Linked DNA regions of Mus musculus: all the other regions are linked to region 1. Evidence: chromatin contacts called from public Hi-C, HiChIP or PLAC-seq and promoter capture Hi-C data. All regions are on one chromosome and are shown on one strand. The core of a region is the stretch at or near the end of the contact, and the rest is flanking DNA. Distances in the headings are between cores, read along the strand shown.

Region 1 (2,671 bases), core at 54-2,553:
GATGGCACTTGTCTATAATCCCAGCACTCAGAAGATGGATGCAAACTGGTCAAGCATTCAAGGCCACTCTTGGCTACACAGCAATTCTGAAGCTTATGATGCCTGAGATTCTGTTGCAGTAAGTTAATAAATATCACACACACACACACACACACACACACACACACACACACACACACACTTAGCTTCAGTCTGTGTTTAAAAAATATATATGAAAACAATTTTCTGTTTAGAGGTTGGTATGATCACCAAGATATCCAACCATGTGTATTCAAATATTCCAAAATATAAAATACAACCCCTAAGGTTTTCAGATAAGAGATACACAACCTGTAATAAGTAGATACAAACCCTAATACATACTGATAAGCACAGCAGCAATTGTAAGATCATACAGGGAACCCTCGTTTCCTGATTGCATTTGCACCCGTGTCTCAACAAGTGTTGAGACACTAGCTGTCTTTCATAAGCTCCATGAAACAATTTAAAATTGTTGTACTGTGTTTAATTAGAAAGTCAATTATGTTGATTCATCAGAAGAAATCTCTCCCAAGTCCTCACTAAGTACAGGAGGGTAAAAAACACCAAGTCACTGACTAAAGATGATGGTGTCTCTAGAAATAATAAAAGTGAACTTGTCTTCGTTTTTGTGGGCTCAGCTTAAAAACTCGATGCCCAAGTGTCTGTGAGTTGGAGAGCAAGTTTACGTAAGCTTGGGGAAAGGAAAGCCCATTCTCAATCGTGGAATTGTCTAAGCGGAATGGAATCCTCTCGTATTTATAAACTAGAAAGTACCTGGTCGAGTGAAATCGCTCAAAAGCCCAGAGATGCTTCCAAGAGCCTTGCAACTGGTTGATGGATGCAGACTGGAATCAGGATCTTCTGGAAAGGGTGTCTCCAGCGTTGGACAGGGGTGATTCATGCAAAATCCATACAGCCATTCAAACAAGACCTGCTGTGGTAGGACCACACTTCCTGCTCAGAGGTACCATTCAGCTAAAGAATGTCCTTGATTATTTATTCACCAACTCAAGAGAGCACAACCCTCCGTGGATCTCCATGCCTTCAGGGAAGACATTCCTGCACACAGAGCAGAGCCACAGCACTGCGATGCCCCTTTGGGTAGGAACCAAACTGGGCTGGGAGAAAGTGGCCACCTCACTTACCTCTATTCACGCCCCTGGTGAAAAGGTCTTTGCTGAGCACAAAGATTTGGCCCAGCCCGCAATTGAAATGATGGCAGCATTGCTCGTACCCACGCCCAGCATTTAGTGTCTCAACTTTGCTGTGCTTTAGAATCATCTGCTTAGCTCCTCAAACCTCCGGAGGACTGGGCTCCACCCAGACCTGTTTATCAGAGTCTCCTGGGCAGGGAGAAGTATGAGTATTTTCTCAAGTTTCCCAAGTGGCCCTGCTGTGTGCTGTCATTGAACCCCACTGTTATAGCTGGGGAGGTTCTTCTCTAATGCAAAGAGGTCCTGAGAGACCAGTCATTTAGAAATAGTCCCAACTTCTCTTCAGACCTAATAGACTAGCAGAGGTCTGCCCTTCCTCTTCCCAGCTACCCTGGTAATAGAGTATGAAAGTAATCTATTTCACTTACCATCCATTGCTTACCTACCCTCTGCCATAGCCCAAGAAATGAGGAAGGCAGATTCTTTCAGGGAACAGCAATGTTGACAGAAAAGTCATAACGAATTTTTCTGCCCTAGCAAGAAATAATCCTGCCAGTGTGTCCATTCATTGCAATGGGCCAGATTTCGTACTGAGGCTTTGTGTGTTAACTTGTTTGAGTCTGTACCCACCCCATGAGATAGGTCACATTACTATCAAGCCCATCTGACAGGCAAGACTCCGGGGTAACAGAAACGTTGGGCCCTTTGGCTAAGATCTTTTAGCATTTGGTAGCAGGCAACAAGCTGAAAGCCAACAGAAGCCTGGATCGACCACCCTCACCTTGGTTACATTGGATGGATGCATTGAAGTATCATGAAGCCACAGCCAGGGGTGGTGTCTAATGCCTGAGTTCAAGGCCAACATGGACTGAATACTGTGTTCCAGGATAGCCTTGGGACAGAGAGAACTTGTCTCAACAACAACAACAACAACAAAGAATGTGATCTGAGTTCAGGAGTGGGGTGGATGGACCTGGCAGTAAAGTGCTTGCCTTAGAGGTGGAAGGACCTGAATTTGATCATCACGATCTACATTTAAAATGTTTTTAATTAAAAAAAAAAAAAAAACCCTGATGGTGGTTGGTACTATTTCTAAATGGCTGGTCTCTCAGGAACTCTTCCTTTGATTTAGAGAAGACCTTCCTCTATCTCTAGCAGTGGTGGTACATAATCCACCACGCTTGCAATCCACATGCTGGGAAAGTGGACACAGGTGACTCTCTGGGGAGCAATGGTCAGCTCAGATCAACCCACTCGGCAAGCTCCAGGTAAATAGTGCCTAAGGTTGTACCGTGACCTCCACGAGCATACACACACTTCTCGTGTGCACTTGCACACACAGATACACTTGCATGCATGCCCACACACACACACACACACACACACACACACACACACACACACACCACACACCACACACCAGAGAGAAAAGAAAATGAAAGAGTCACACAGATACGAAAAAGAAGGTATTTGAAGGATGGTAAGCAGTCTGATGT
Region 2 (2,671 bases), core at 95-2,594, 480 kb before region 1:
AACTCACTAATAATACTTGTTCAGACGGCAGAGGGCAGTACAGCATCAGTTTATACGCCCCGTCAGTCAATGCAGCTGTGTTGGTTGTGAGCCTAGCTGAGCCACTTCTATAACCAGTCCCAGGCACTTACTCGGGCACTTTGAGCTCTGCATTAATCCCTACCCACTATAACACAAAGCAGTGCACATCTGTCTGCTCCAGGAGCTAGGAGGACAGCAGAAGTGTGGGCCACAGGCTGAGGATTCCCACCCCTTACCTATCTGTACTGGGCTGTTTTCTTTTTTAAAGAGCCCAACACTGTTTTACGTAAGCTTCAGGGATTTTTCTGAGAAAAGGTATGTGGCTCTCTAACATAAGAGGATTCACTAGCAAGGATACAACCTTACCATTATTTTTAACAAAATCAATTGCAGGGAGATGGTCTCTCTGGTTTTGCAAAAGAAACTCAAATGAAGGAAAACAGGAAGGATAAAGTGAAAGGAGCTGACAGCTGTTTCCCACTCTTAGCCATGACCCTGAGTAAATGCAAGCACTTAACAAATATTGACTAAGGCAGAGTAATATCTGCCCCTTAAAAGGGAAACAGGAAAGACTTTAATTAAGCCCAGTATGATGAAGCACACAGAACCAGATGGAGTGTTAGGAGTTCAAGGCCAGCCTGGTCTCCATAGTGAGTTCCGGACCAGCCAATGCTTCACAGTGAGACTCTGTCTCATGAGAAGAAAGAAAAAAATTTAGAAATTATTATAATTATCAAATTAATAAACAGGTTCTGTTAAGACTCCATTGCAAGATGGCAGTTTTAGAGGATTTAATTTTGTTTTATTAACCAAAACGATTGTTGTCCAGTAATGACTGTTTTATTTTTTTTAATAGCTTTTATTTTAGATTACAATATAATTATATTATTTCCCCCATTCTTTTCTTCCCTCCAAACTCTCTCACAAATCCTCCCTTGCTCTATTGTAGCCTATTTATTTATGTATTTATTTATTTTGGGTTTTTCGAGACAGGGTTTCACTGTATTGCCCTGCTGTACTGGAACTCACTCTGTAGACCAGGCTGGCCTCGAACTCAGAAATCTGCCTACCCCTGCCTCCCAAGTGCTGGGATTAAGGGCGTGTGCCACCACTGCCTGGCAACATTTAGCCTTTCTTATGGTTCCTCTAGCCTAATTGTTAGGAGTGAAACTAAAATTTACTTCATTAGGCATGAAAAAGTACCCAACTTTCCAATTGGCTTTTGCTGTTGCAAACATTTATCAAGGTTGGCTTTTAGGCTAGGGAGATTTTAAGTGTCTAGTCCTTATGCAACTGTTCTTCAGAACTGAGTGTGTTATAGCCCTAGGCCTCACAGACCTCCAGAGGTGGGGGTGTGGGTTTGTTCCTTTTTATGCATGTTGATATCTGGCATGGCTAGATAGATGACAGTGATAAGATTCCCAGAATCTATAAAGCTTCTGCATGACTCCCAGTGTTTTCTTTCTATGTAGTAGAAAGAAACCATCTTGTAGGTTGTATTTTAGGCCATTACCCTACAGTCTTGGGGTTGTGGGTTTGTTTTGTGTTGTGTTGTGTTGTGTTTGTTTGGTTTTCGTTTTGACAGGGTCTCACTTTGTAGCTATCCTGGAACTCATTATTTAGACCAAGCTGACCTGGAACTCACAGAAATTCTCCTGCCTCTGCCTCTGACTCCTGGGTGCTGGGATTGAAGGCACTGTGTTTTAGGATAAACACTTGTACAATAACTTTACTGTGGCTGAGGCATCTAGAGGAAGTGAGGAGTCCTTACAGGTGATAGGAGCATCTGAGGTGTGTGAAAGGCTGCCCTGCAGCTAAGCCTGCCTCATGATGACCTCTGGGCCCACACATCTCCTGGCCTTTCATTCCCGCTCACCTAAGTCCTGGAGCAGCGTGTGAGATGATGATTGGAGTGGCCAGGTGCGTGGCTGCTGTTTGGATCTGGGTCATGAGGAAAGGGAAGTCACTGGTATCTCCTCCTCCCTCAGAGGCAGGTCTGAAGTAATGAGTGTGCCTCAGACAGCACTTCCTGTTTCAGAAGAGCACTAGGCCAGGCCCTTCCCTGGGACTGCAAACGATAGCTCTCTCCTCCTCTGGCCACTGATAAGAGACCTGCCTCAGGACGGTGTGTATCTTGAGTCCGGGAGATCACGAGTACAGGCTTACCAAACAGAATCAACCCTTGGGTCCATGCTAAGCCTTACTAGTGTATACCATGAGTGAAAGGAGCAAGCAGACAGGCATCCTGGGTTCAGCCTACTGTGAGGCCTAAATCACATGGGTTTCTACTTCGATGCCTCAGATTCAGTCATAAACATGGCCTGACTCTACCTGTATCAGTGTTACAGTAAGTGTGGGGAGCTTGTTTCACGAGAAAGCCGGGCAGCAGGTAGAGAGCATCCGTTTTTGCCTCTCCCCACTCATTCTTTCCTAATAGAATCCTAGGTTTGTCAGATGTCTGTTCTCTGAATGGACACAGTGTCCTTCAGGCTCCAGGCTCAAAGGAGCAGGTCCAGGAACTGGTTTGTCGTGTAATGACATGTGACAAGAAATGGCTTTTGGGATATTTCCTCATTTCTGAGGAAGATGCACAAGAAGATAGCCTGGCATTTCTGTGATGTCTGGAACTGGAGAAGCCACAGAATCTAGA
Region 3 (2,671 bases), core at 75-2,574, 410 kb before region 1:
GCAGCAGGTTTAGGAAAGATTTAAAAACACTTTCCATGTTCAGAGGGACAGCTCAGTGGATACAGTGTGAGGACCTGAGACCCATAGAAAAGGTGGTCATGGGAATGAGTGTCTCTAATCCCAGCATTCCCGTAGTGAGATGGAAGATGGAGCCAAGAAAAGCTTGGCAGCTCCCAGACCTGACAACTTGGGTGTGCAGTGCTGAACATCGAGAGACTGTCTCAGCAAAGTCGAACCTTGACACCCATGGTTGTCCTCTGACTTCACACATGCATGCATGCATGCATAAATACATACTGCGCATTTAAAATATGGGAAGGCATTAAGTATTTAAATTTGTTCCTTATACCTTGTAATGTCTGCCAGTTCAGTGCCACTCACTGTGAATGAATATGAATACTTGGTAAATTAATAGTTTCTTAGATTTATAGTCTCATCTGTCATATGTAGGTAAGATACTTTATATTAAAAATATGTGCTAGTGTTTGTAGGATTGTTTAGGAAGTTTCATGGGAAAGCAGATACACACCAGGGGATGCGGACTTTGTGGTCTCTTTGGCAGCTGGTTTGTATGTCGACTTAACACCAGGCTGCTAACTGCCCTGTTGCTTTGTCCTTGCAGCCCCGCCAGACCCAAACATGTGGAACTAAATCTGAAAACTCCGAAGAATCCTGACAGTTTGGGAAATGAGCACAACTCATTTAGCCAGCCAGTTCATAAGGGGAACACAGCCAACAAAATCTCCTTATTTGAAAACAAGCGGGCTAACAGTAGCCCCCGCCACCCCGACGTCCGTAACACAAGGAACAATCCTCCCTCTAGTAAGACATTTGTTGGGAGGGCGAAGCTGAACTTAGCCAAAAAGGCCAAAGAAATGGAGCAACCCGAAAAGAAAGCTGTGTCAACCAGCCACCAGAATGGCCTGGTGGTCAAAGAGCCATCTGCAGAAGGGAAAGGCACAGCAGTCCCTGTCCCCAGAGAAGAGATTCGTCCAGCCACCAGAGGAGGGGAAGGAGAGTCCACCAAGGATCAGGTCCTCCGCCCTGAGCCTGAGCAAAGTGATAAGCTGGATGTACAAACAGACACTGCCTATCCTTCCCACCCAGGGCCCACTGCTCTGGTTCCTGTGAAGGACTCTGAGCTCTCAGGAGAGGGCCAGCCAGAGGCTGCTGACAGCAAAGGCCCCGTCCTTAACAACACAAGTGATGTTGCACAGGACATCGCTGCCATTTGTGATGCCAGAGAGGCTCCCCCAAAGCCACAGGATGCATTTTCTGACTCACAGCCAGCTTCAGCGGCTGAGTCAGCTAGGGAGTCATCTCTCCCGCCTTCTGCACCCATTTCTGTGGACGCTCCCCAAGATGGCTGTGTTCAAGTTCCCATATGCAGTGTTCCCTGCACTGCTCTAGAAGTGTCAGAAAACCACAATGGGTGTGTTTCGCCAGTCTCTCCTCACACTGAGAAAACTCCCATCTCCAAACCTGGAGTGGGAGAAGCCAGTCCCCCTTCCACTCCAGAGCACAGCCCAGAAACTATGGGGAAAGACTGTCCCTCCAAAGTCCTCGTCCAGGTCCGGTCCTTTGTGCTTCCCGTGGAGAATCCTCAGGATGTGAGCTCTCAGGTCATCTCAGAGAGCTCTGAAGTTAGAGAGGCACAGCTGCCAAGCTGTCACAGTAATGAGCCTGAAGTGGTGTCTGTCACCACTTGTGTTCCGCAGCACGAGGATGCACCAGACACATCACCCAAGGACATCCATCACAGAGAAGGACATGTGGCACAGTCTCGACCACACATCACACAGTCAGGACCTGAGAAGGCTCCGCCCATCCAGAGCAGCAGTGGGATGCCCCAGACAGCGGAGTTCATCCTCACCCACTCTCCCAGCAGCAGAAGTCATGCAGAAGGCCCCCAAAGGCCAGGTCAAGATGCGACCAGCCCACTTACCCCTACCAGGCTTTTGAACATTTCTGCTGGTAGTGACAATAGTGTCTTGGATTCTTCTTCTGATATGGAAAAATTCACTGAAATTATTAAAAAGATGGACAGTGCAGTATGTGTGCCCCAGAAAAAGAAGAAGGCCCGGGTCCCAAACTCTCCAGCCCCTCACTTCGCTATGCCTCCCATTCACGAGGACAGTTTGGAAAAGGTGTTTGATCCCAACGTGTTCACCATTGGTTTAGGGAAGAAGAAGGAAAGCCTGGCAGAGGTGTCACCAGCTTTGCACTTGTTGCAGAACCACGACCCCATATCCAAACTGAGAGCCAAGCGTGCATCCACCGAGCAGAGCATCGTCTTCAAGTCCTTGCACACTAACAGTAATGGGAAGAGCGAGCCACAGACCACTTCAGAAGCAAGTGACAAGGAGAACAGGGACATCAACAGCGGCGGCGTTAAGAGGTCACGGCTAGAAAACAGCACGCTTTTCTCAAGCATGCTTTCTTCTCTGCCACAAGACAAAGTCTTTTCTCCCTCCGTGACGTCAGTCAACACAATGAGCACATCTTTTAGCACTTCTCAGAACAGCTCCGTATCTCAGTCATCAGTGGTACAGCCCAGGAAGGAGGGTGGCCTGCCCTGTGGCTCAGACAAAGAACAGCCACACCTTGCACCCCACAACTCCTTAAAGGTCTTCAATTTCAATTCATCAAATACATCTCGTCTGGGTTCCAG
Region 4 (2,671 bases), core at 72-2,571, 320 kb before region 1:
CCTTTGTATATGGTCCAAGGGTGGACCTGACCTCTGCTGAGCCAGTTCTCCGGTCCCTATGTCAACTTTCTAAATACTAACTACACTATTATGTCCTTGTTAATAGCAGAAGCCACCACTTACTGAGTGTCACCAGTTTTACATGTATAATCTCATTTGATCTTTAAGAAAAACTCAGAGAAATGACTGACTAGGTTACCCAGCTATGAAGGAGCAGAACAGAACATGCCTGGGAAGCTAAGGTCCCTGCTCCACAGGGGTCCATTTCAGAGCCTCCGCGGTCACCTGCACTACAGGCTCCTTGCACACTGCTCGTTCTTATGCATACAGAACCATGATAAGGTTTATAAATTGGATAAAATCATGAATAAAACCTTGTAATTTATGACAAAGCTAACAAATGTAACAATTTGCTGAAATAAAAGTTACATGGATGTGAGATCTCCCTCTTGCTCTCTCGGAATATCTTACTCTCCTGAACTCACCGCCTCAGATCCTGGCTAACACAGGCGATGGGAACTGTAGAAGGTGTAACCATGCATGACGAGGACAAGTGAGCCCAAGACTGTCACTGCTTCACAGCTGACCTAAGCAAGCCTCTATTCTAGTCACCAGAGCATCAGAACCAACCTCAAAAGGAATTCAAGAATATTCAAAAGCGGTTTGTAGGCTTATTAACATCTACAAACTTGTGAGCAAGCCCAGGCCAGGGTAGAAAGCAAAACTCTCAGCTTGGCACAATCTTTACACATAGCAGAAGGCCCTCACCCTTTCTAGGAGCCTCACAAAAGCTGAGCCTTGTCGCAGGAGGTTCACATAGAAAAATTTTTCCCAGGGCTCAAGAGATGGGTCAGCTGTTATGGTCACCTGTGCTCTTGCAGAGGACACAAGCTCCCTTTTAGGGGACACACTGGGTGGCTCCTGTAACTCCAGTTCTGAAAGATCTAATGCCTTCTTCTGGCCAAGGCACCCACATGCATCTGGCGCACATAAATTCACAGGCATACATACAGTACACATGTATGTAAAGAAAAAAGTTTACATGCCTAAAATAGGAGAGCGACCCCTAGAGATCCCAACTACAAGATCCCTTGTAGTCCCCACCTGACCCTCCTGAGAACGAGGCTTTACAGTAAACGGTACCAAGCGCTAGTGTGACTGCTTATGCAGGTAAGGGTAATCTCAGCACGAGCAGATGAGATGGCCACCGGCCACTTACCGCTTCCCCTTGCAGTTCCTGTCACTCAGGCCGCCAACCTTGTTTATGGCAGACCAGGCCGTGAGAGCCACATATGGCAAAGAGGCAGCTTGAGTATGAGTAAGCGATTTGGGCTTGTGTGAAACCTACATTGAAAGAAAACAGTCACAGCTAAGCAGGAACTTACAAGCCTACATAGACAGCCAAGCACATTTAACCTCACAGGGAAGCAAGAACTGGCAGAGAACTTCGTAAACCACTCTGGGTTCAGGGATAACTGCACAGCCTACTCCAAAGTCCCTAGTCTCAACAGTCCCTAAGCAGCAACCTAGAGGCTCAGTAATATTTCGCAGGCTACATTATTAGATGTAGATACTTCACTGTTTATTTTAAAAGACCATATATGGGGTTCAGACCCAGCTATATACCCAGAGTTAAATTCAAATAAACTTCAAGTCCTGATAAACACATTTTAATTAGTGAGATTAACTGCTTCCTTCCTGTTTTCTGGAAAGTAATTTTCTAGACTTTCTCCTACCCTAGTAACTCCTCCTAACTCCTCCTCCAGGCTTCCCTCCGCGGCCAATTTCCTCAATATTAACCCTTCCTCTCTACTTAAATCTAGGTCCCTTGACTCTATTTGATTAAACGTCTACCGCTATTCTAAACAGCTTGATACCTCCACACCTCTCCCTTGGATACACGTGGTTCATACTGGGTGGAGGGAAGAAACTGGCCGGCCTCCAAATCTCCGTCCAGGTCTCTGCTCTATGGGATGAAGATGGCTGCTCTCGCAGGCAGTGCTAACAGAAACACCAAGTATTTCTCAGCCTTCCAAAGTTTCCTATTCTTTATTTTGGCTCTCTCTAAAACATGAAGCTAATCTGAAAAGCCACCAGGGTCTCTAGAGACACCTGCCAGTCTTTTTTATACAGCTATGCATTTCAGCAGACAGTGCGTTACCTCATTCCCACTGACCACAACAAATTCTGAGAGAGTGCCTTGCTTCCAAGGAGGAACTGCAGCCCAGACCTGAAACACACAGACAGACAGCTTTATTAGATTAGAAATTTCTGAGCAAAGCTAAGCATGAAGATATTCCCTAAAAACACAGCTACCCAGAGGAGGGGACATGGGGCTCCAGTGCAAAAAAAGTTAAGTTTAACATGATACAAATGTTTTGTTGAGTATGATTCTGGAGTTATGAACTCAAACCACACTGGAAACACCTACGTAAATATCCTGCCACACTCAGCAAGGCTCTCTGGGGCTTGAGTACTAGCTCAGCCACTTACTAACTGTGGCTCTCAGCTTCTAGTTTTATATATATATTTTATTTTATTTTTTTTAGACCAATCTCATTGGGTAGCCCAGAGTGACCGCAAACTTGAATCTTCTCATCTTGGACTCCCTAGTGCTGCGATCACAGGTGACCTGCACCACCAGCTGGCTTCATAGCAAGGCTTTCTCACC
Region 5 (2,671 bases), core at 63-2,562, 280 kb before region 1:
AATGCAACATGAAAGCAAGCAGAAAAACAAAACGAAACTGTCGAGGTTGGGTCTGCTGCTATGCATTGTGACTCTAAAGACTGGCCCTGGTTACCTCAGGGACAAGAGAATCTTCACCTAGACTAAGAGGTGCTGTGACTTTGCTCCTTAGTTTAAAACGATTGGTTAAATAATGATGCTAGCACCTGATAGCTGAGCAGAAGAGAGGTAGGTGGGGTTTCAGTTCCTGGGATTAGGGTCTGAGAAGAAAGTGGAGAAAGGAGACACCGAGGCATGGGTGAGTCGCGAAAACATGGCCACAAGGGCTGGCCAGTTGGAGTTAAGAGCAGCCCGGATGAAACAGTAAGTCATAACTCAGGGTTAATGATAGGGAAGTAGACACTAATGGCTTAGGAGTTGATATCTGCCCAGCTCTAATGCTTTAAAGGCATATTATAAGTATAAAAGTTTTGTATCTTTTATCCAGGATCTGAATGATGTAGGGAGTAGCAGAAACTCCATATTGAAATTAGATACTTAATACAACAAACAAATCAAACCAAACAAAACAAAACCTTTTGCCCAGTCTTGTCTAATTTGGTTTATTTGTTTGGAGGATCTTGTTGGTTTGTGTTTGGGGGTGGTGGTTTTGTTGTTGTTTGCTTTTTTTTTTTTTTTTTGAAACAGGGCCTCACTATATAGTCATGGCTGGCCTCAAACTCAGAAAGATCCACCCACATCTCCCTTACGAACGCTGGGAATAAATACACGTTTGTTTTTGACACAGTGTCTTGTTATAGAGCTCATGCTATCCTTGAACTCATTATGTGGCTTAGGCTGAACTTAAATTCCAAATGCCAGGCTTATAGGCATGTGCCACCACACCCTGAAATGGAAAACTTTTGGAGAATATTTACTCTTATGCCTATATCTCGCCCTGAGCTGCCCTGATTCCTTGAATCTGGAAACAGGGAAGTGAAGCAATTCTACTCTCTTGTAGAAGATCCCACTAGCATAAGTGCATAAATGATACCAAATTTGTTTTTCTTTCTCCTCTATCTTTACTGTAAACCTAAGATATCTCACTGTGCCAAGTCATTTTTTGGAGAATTTGACTGATGTGATTTTTAAGGTGGGGAGGCAAAAGTTAGAGTCAACAACAGAAGCATGCCAATGTGAAAAAAAAAATGCAGTGTGCTTACAAAAACATGGCAGCCTGACACCAGTAGAGCCAAAGGATAGTAAGGAAGTGAGTGTTCCATGGTGGCCCATACTTAAATTACTGGAAAACAAAGGGGCAGAATGTGGCACCAGGTCATGTCATGGTAAACATGAGTCATCTAGAAAAACATGGCATGTACAGAAGAGGAACTTCGAAATAAGCCAAGCCAAGCAGTGATGCTTTGATGGAAAGTGGCCTGTATAGTTTGTGTGTGTGTGTGTGTGTGTGTGTGTGTGTGTGTGTGCACAGAGAAGCAAGTTCAGGTGTTGAGGTCAGAGAACAACACCTTTGTGGAGTTAGTTCTTTCCTTCCACATTAGGTAGATTCTGGACTTTCTCAACCAGGGCCTATACCCACTTGAGCCACCTAACTGGTCCATCTTTTGAAACTTCTGATGGAAATAATACCTTCAGAATTAGAATAACTGTGGTTTCTGGGTTTTGTCTCATTATTGAAGCCAAGAACACCAGAGTTGTTATCTTAGCTACTTGTTGCTGTGATAAAATACACATCAAACAAAACTCAGTGGCTAATTTGGACTCATGGTTTGAGTACAGTAGGTGGTGGGGAGCTTGAAGCAATTAGTCACATTGAGTCCACAATCAGGAAGGAGAAGACAACACTTGTGTTCAGCCTCGTCCTTTTAACGCAGTCCAGGGAATGGTGCCAGTCTCCTCTAGGGGGAAGTCTTCCCACCTCAGGGAACCTAATCTAGATAATCCCTCCAGTGTGCTGGAGGCTTACACCTCAGCCGGTTCCAGTTCCTGTAAGACGGCAGCCAAGACTGACCATCACATTTGCCTCAAACTCAGCCTCAGCTTCCCAAGCACGAAGTTACAGCTTGCAGTACCGTATCTGGCCACTAGAGGAGCAGGACCGTGAAAAGATGGTTCAAGCTATCAGAGGCCATTTAAGATCGGTATCTTCCATTAACGACTTAAAGCAGTGTATGCCCCAGAACAGAATCCTGAGACCTTTTCAAAAGCAAGTGATATTTGTTAACATTAAGTAAAAGCGCTCTTTTTTTCTTTCTTTATACTTCGATGGAATATAAATCCAAGGAGAGTTCTAGGCAGTTAGTTAAAAATTCATCATTACTAAAATATAAAGGGAAATAGTTGAATAAATCAGTAATATGAAACAAAATCAAGGGCAGGGAATACAGCTAGGCTTAATACTGTATGGTAGCATAGTGTGGAATTACCCAGACGCTTTCCTGGCGAGGCAAAGTCATGGGATTTAAAGTCAGATAAGCCTACCTGCCTTTGACTGCTGTGGTTGCCTTTGAGCCGTAGGTAACACACCCAAGCTTCTTTACTCTGATCTATAAAATAAAGGTACAGTCTCTGTGGAGCCGGTTAAATTTAAGTGATGTTCCACATGTGCCTAGCATGGTGCCGGACAGACAGGTATTCCATAATTCGTGGTTATCAAACAGTGCCTGAGACCATGGGCTTGAGTGCTTCTGAC

What was found. Promoter capture Hi-C pulls out the DNA fragments that hold promoters and counts their contacts. A called contact is a pair of places that touch in the nucleus more often than the background predicts. HiChIP or PLAC-seq counts read pairs in DNA pulled down with a chosen protein or histone mark.
Region 2: a promoter capture Hi-C map of neutrophils shows a contact between it and region 1, with 4 times the contacts expected there. The contact joins the enhancer-like site here to the promoter of F930017D23Rik in region 1. A contact is called at or near these places in 13 of 39 promoter capture datasets (3T3-L1-derived adipocytes, the C10 cell line, the HPC-7 cell line and 10 more), 1 of 15 datasets of contacts at CTCF or cohesin (the NIH/3T3 cell line), 6 of 484 Hi-C or Micro-C datasets (the HL-1 cell line, bone marrow-derived macrophages, embryonic stem cells and 2 more) and 12 of 115 datasets of contacts at active chromatin or transcription factors (craniofacial prominence, differentiating embryonic stem cells, embryonic basal ganglia and 6 more).
Region 3: an H3K4me3 HiChIP or PLAC-seq map of bone marrow-derived macrophages shows a contact between it and region 1, with 4 times the contacts expected there. The contact joins the enhancer-like site here to the promoter of F930017D23Rik in region 1. A contact is called at or near these places in 1 of 39 promoter capture datasets (pre-B cells), 1 of 15 datasets of contacts at CTCF or cohesin (the NIH/3T3 cell line), 3 of 484 Hi-C or Micro-C datasets (LSK cells, embryonic stem cells and uterus), 8 of 115 datasets of contacts at active chromatin or transcription factors (bone marrow-derived macrophages, craniofacial prominence, embryonic forebrain and 4 more) and 1 of 9 other capture datasets (liver).
Region 4: a Hi-C map of bone marrow-derived macrophages shows a contact between it and region 1, with 36 read pairs. The contact joins the enhancer-like site here to the promoter of F930017D23Rik in region 1. A contact is called at or near these places in 7 of 39 promoter capture datasets (the C10 cell line, cranial neural crest, embryonic stem cells and 4 more), 1 of 15 datasets of contacts at CTCF or cohesin (the NIH/3T3 cell line), 20 of 484 Hi-C or Micro-C datasets (the 63-12 cell line, B cells, the HPC-5 cell line and 16 more), 27 of 115 datasets of contacts at active chromatin or transcription factors (the SCID.adh cell line, acute myeloid leukemia, astrocytes and 19 more) and 4 of 9 other capture datasets (adipose tissue, bone marrow-derived macrophages, liver and 1 more).
Region 5: a Hi-C map of bone marrow-derived macrophages shows a contact between it and region 1, with 28 read pairs. The contact joins the enhancer-like site here to the promoter of F930017D23Rik in region 1. A contact is called at or near these places in 13 of 39 promoter capture datasets (the C10 cell line, the HPC-7 cell line, cranial neural crest and 9 more), 2 of 484 Hi-C or Micro-C datasets (bone marrow-derived macrophages and nephron progenitors), 17 of 115 datasets of contacts at active chromatin or transcription factors (the 230-238 cell line, the SCID.adh cell line, craniofacial prominence and 11 more) and 4 of 9 other capture datasets (adipose tissue, embryonic stem cells, liver and 1 more).

What each region holds. Positions count from the first base shown.
Region 1 is chr10:43,592,059-43,594,729 of GRCm38.p6, reverse strand. It overlaps F930017D23Rik (RIKEN cDNA F930017D23 gene), which reads right to left and starts at 1,303. Exons shown (of 3, transcript NR_033558.1): 1 at 1,167-1,303.
Region 2 is chr10:44,068,689-44,071,359 of GRCm38.p6, reverse strand. The region is part of intron 1 of Crybg1 (crystallin beta-gamma domain containing 1); the gene reads left to right. Among named protein-coding and RNA genes, the nearest start is that of Crybg1, 79 kb to the left of the region's middle. Within about 2 kb of position 1,344, at least 122 of the 459 cell types and tissues checked have an H3K27ac peak or open chromatin away from gene starts, as enhancers often do. A contact at or near this core is called in the HL-1 cell line, the HPC-7 cell line, bone marrow-derived macrophages and 4 more, where this site is marked.
Region 3 is chr10:43,997,299-43,999,969 of GRCm38.p6, reverse strand. It overlaps Crybg1 (crystallin beta-gamma domain containing 1), which reads left to right. Exons shown (of 22, transcript NM_001368305.1): 4 at 623-2,671. Among named protein-coding and RNA genes, the nearest start is that of Gm40636, 30 kb to the right of the region's middle. Within about 2 kb of position 1,324, at least 80 of the 459 cell types and tissues checked have an H3K27ac peak or open chromatin away from gene starts, as enhancers often do. A contact at or near this core is called in the NIH/3T3 cell line, bone marrow-derived macrophages and pancreatic cancer cells, where this site is marked.
Region 4 is chr10:43,909,466-43,912,136 of GRCm38.p6, reverse strand. Rtn4ip1 (reticulon 4 interacting protein 1) reads right to left here. Exons shown (of 9, transcript NM_130892.5): 3 at 2,162-2,230; 4 at 1,220-1,344. Among named protein-coding and RNA genes, the nearest start is that of Rtn4ip1, 9.0 kb to the right of the region's middle. Within about 2 kb of position 1,321, at least 33 of the 459 cell types and tissues checked have an H3K27ac peak or open chromatin away from gene starts, as enhancers often do. A contact at or near this core is called in the 63-12 cell line, the HPC-5 cell line, LSK cells and 3 more, where this site is marked.
Region 5 is chr10:43,870,317-43,872,987 of GRCm38.p6, reverse strand. No RefSeq gene overlaps it. Among named protein-coding and RNA genes, the nearest start is that of Qrsl1, 30 kb to the left of the region's middle. Within about 2 kb of position 1,312, at least 11 of the 459 cell types and tissues checked have an H3K27ac peak or open chromatin away from gene starts, as enhancers often do. A contact at or near this core is called in the HPC-7 cell line and bone marrow-derived macrophages, where this site is marked.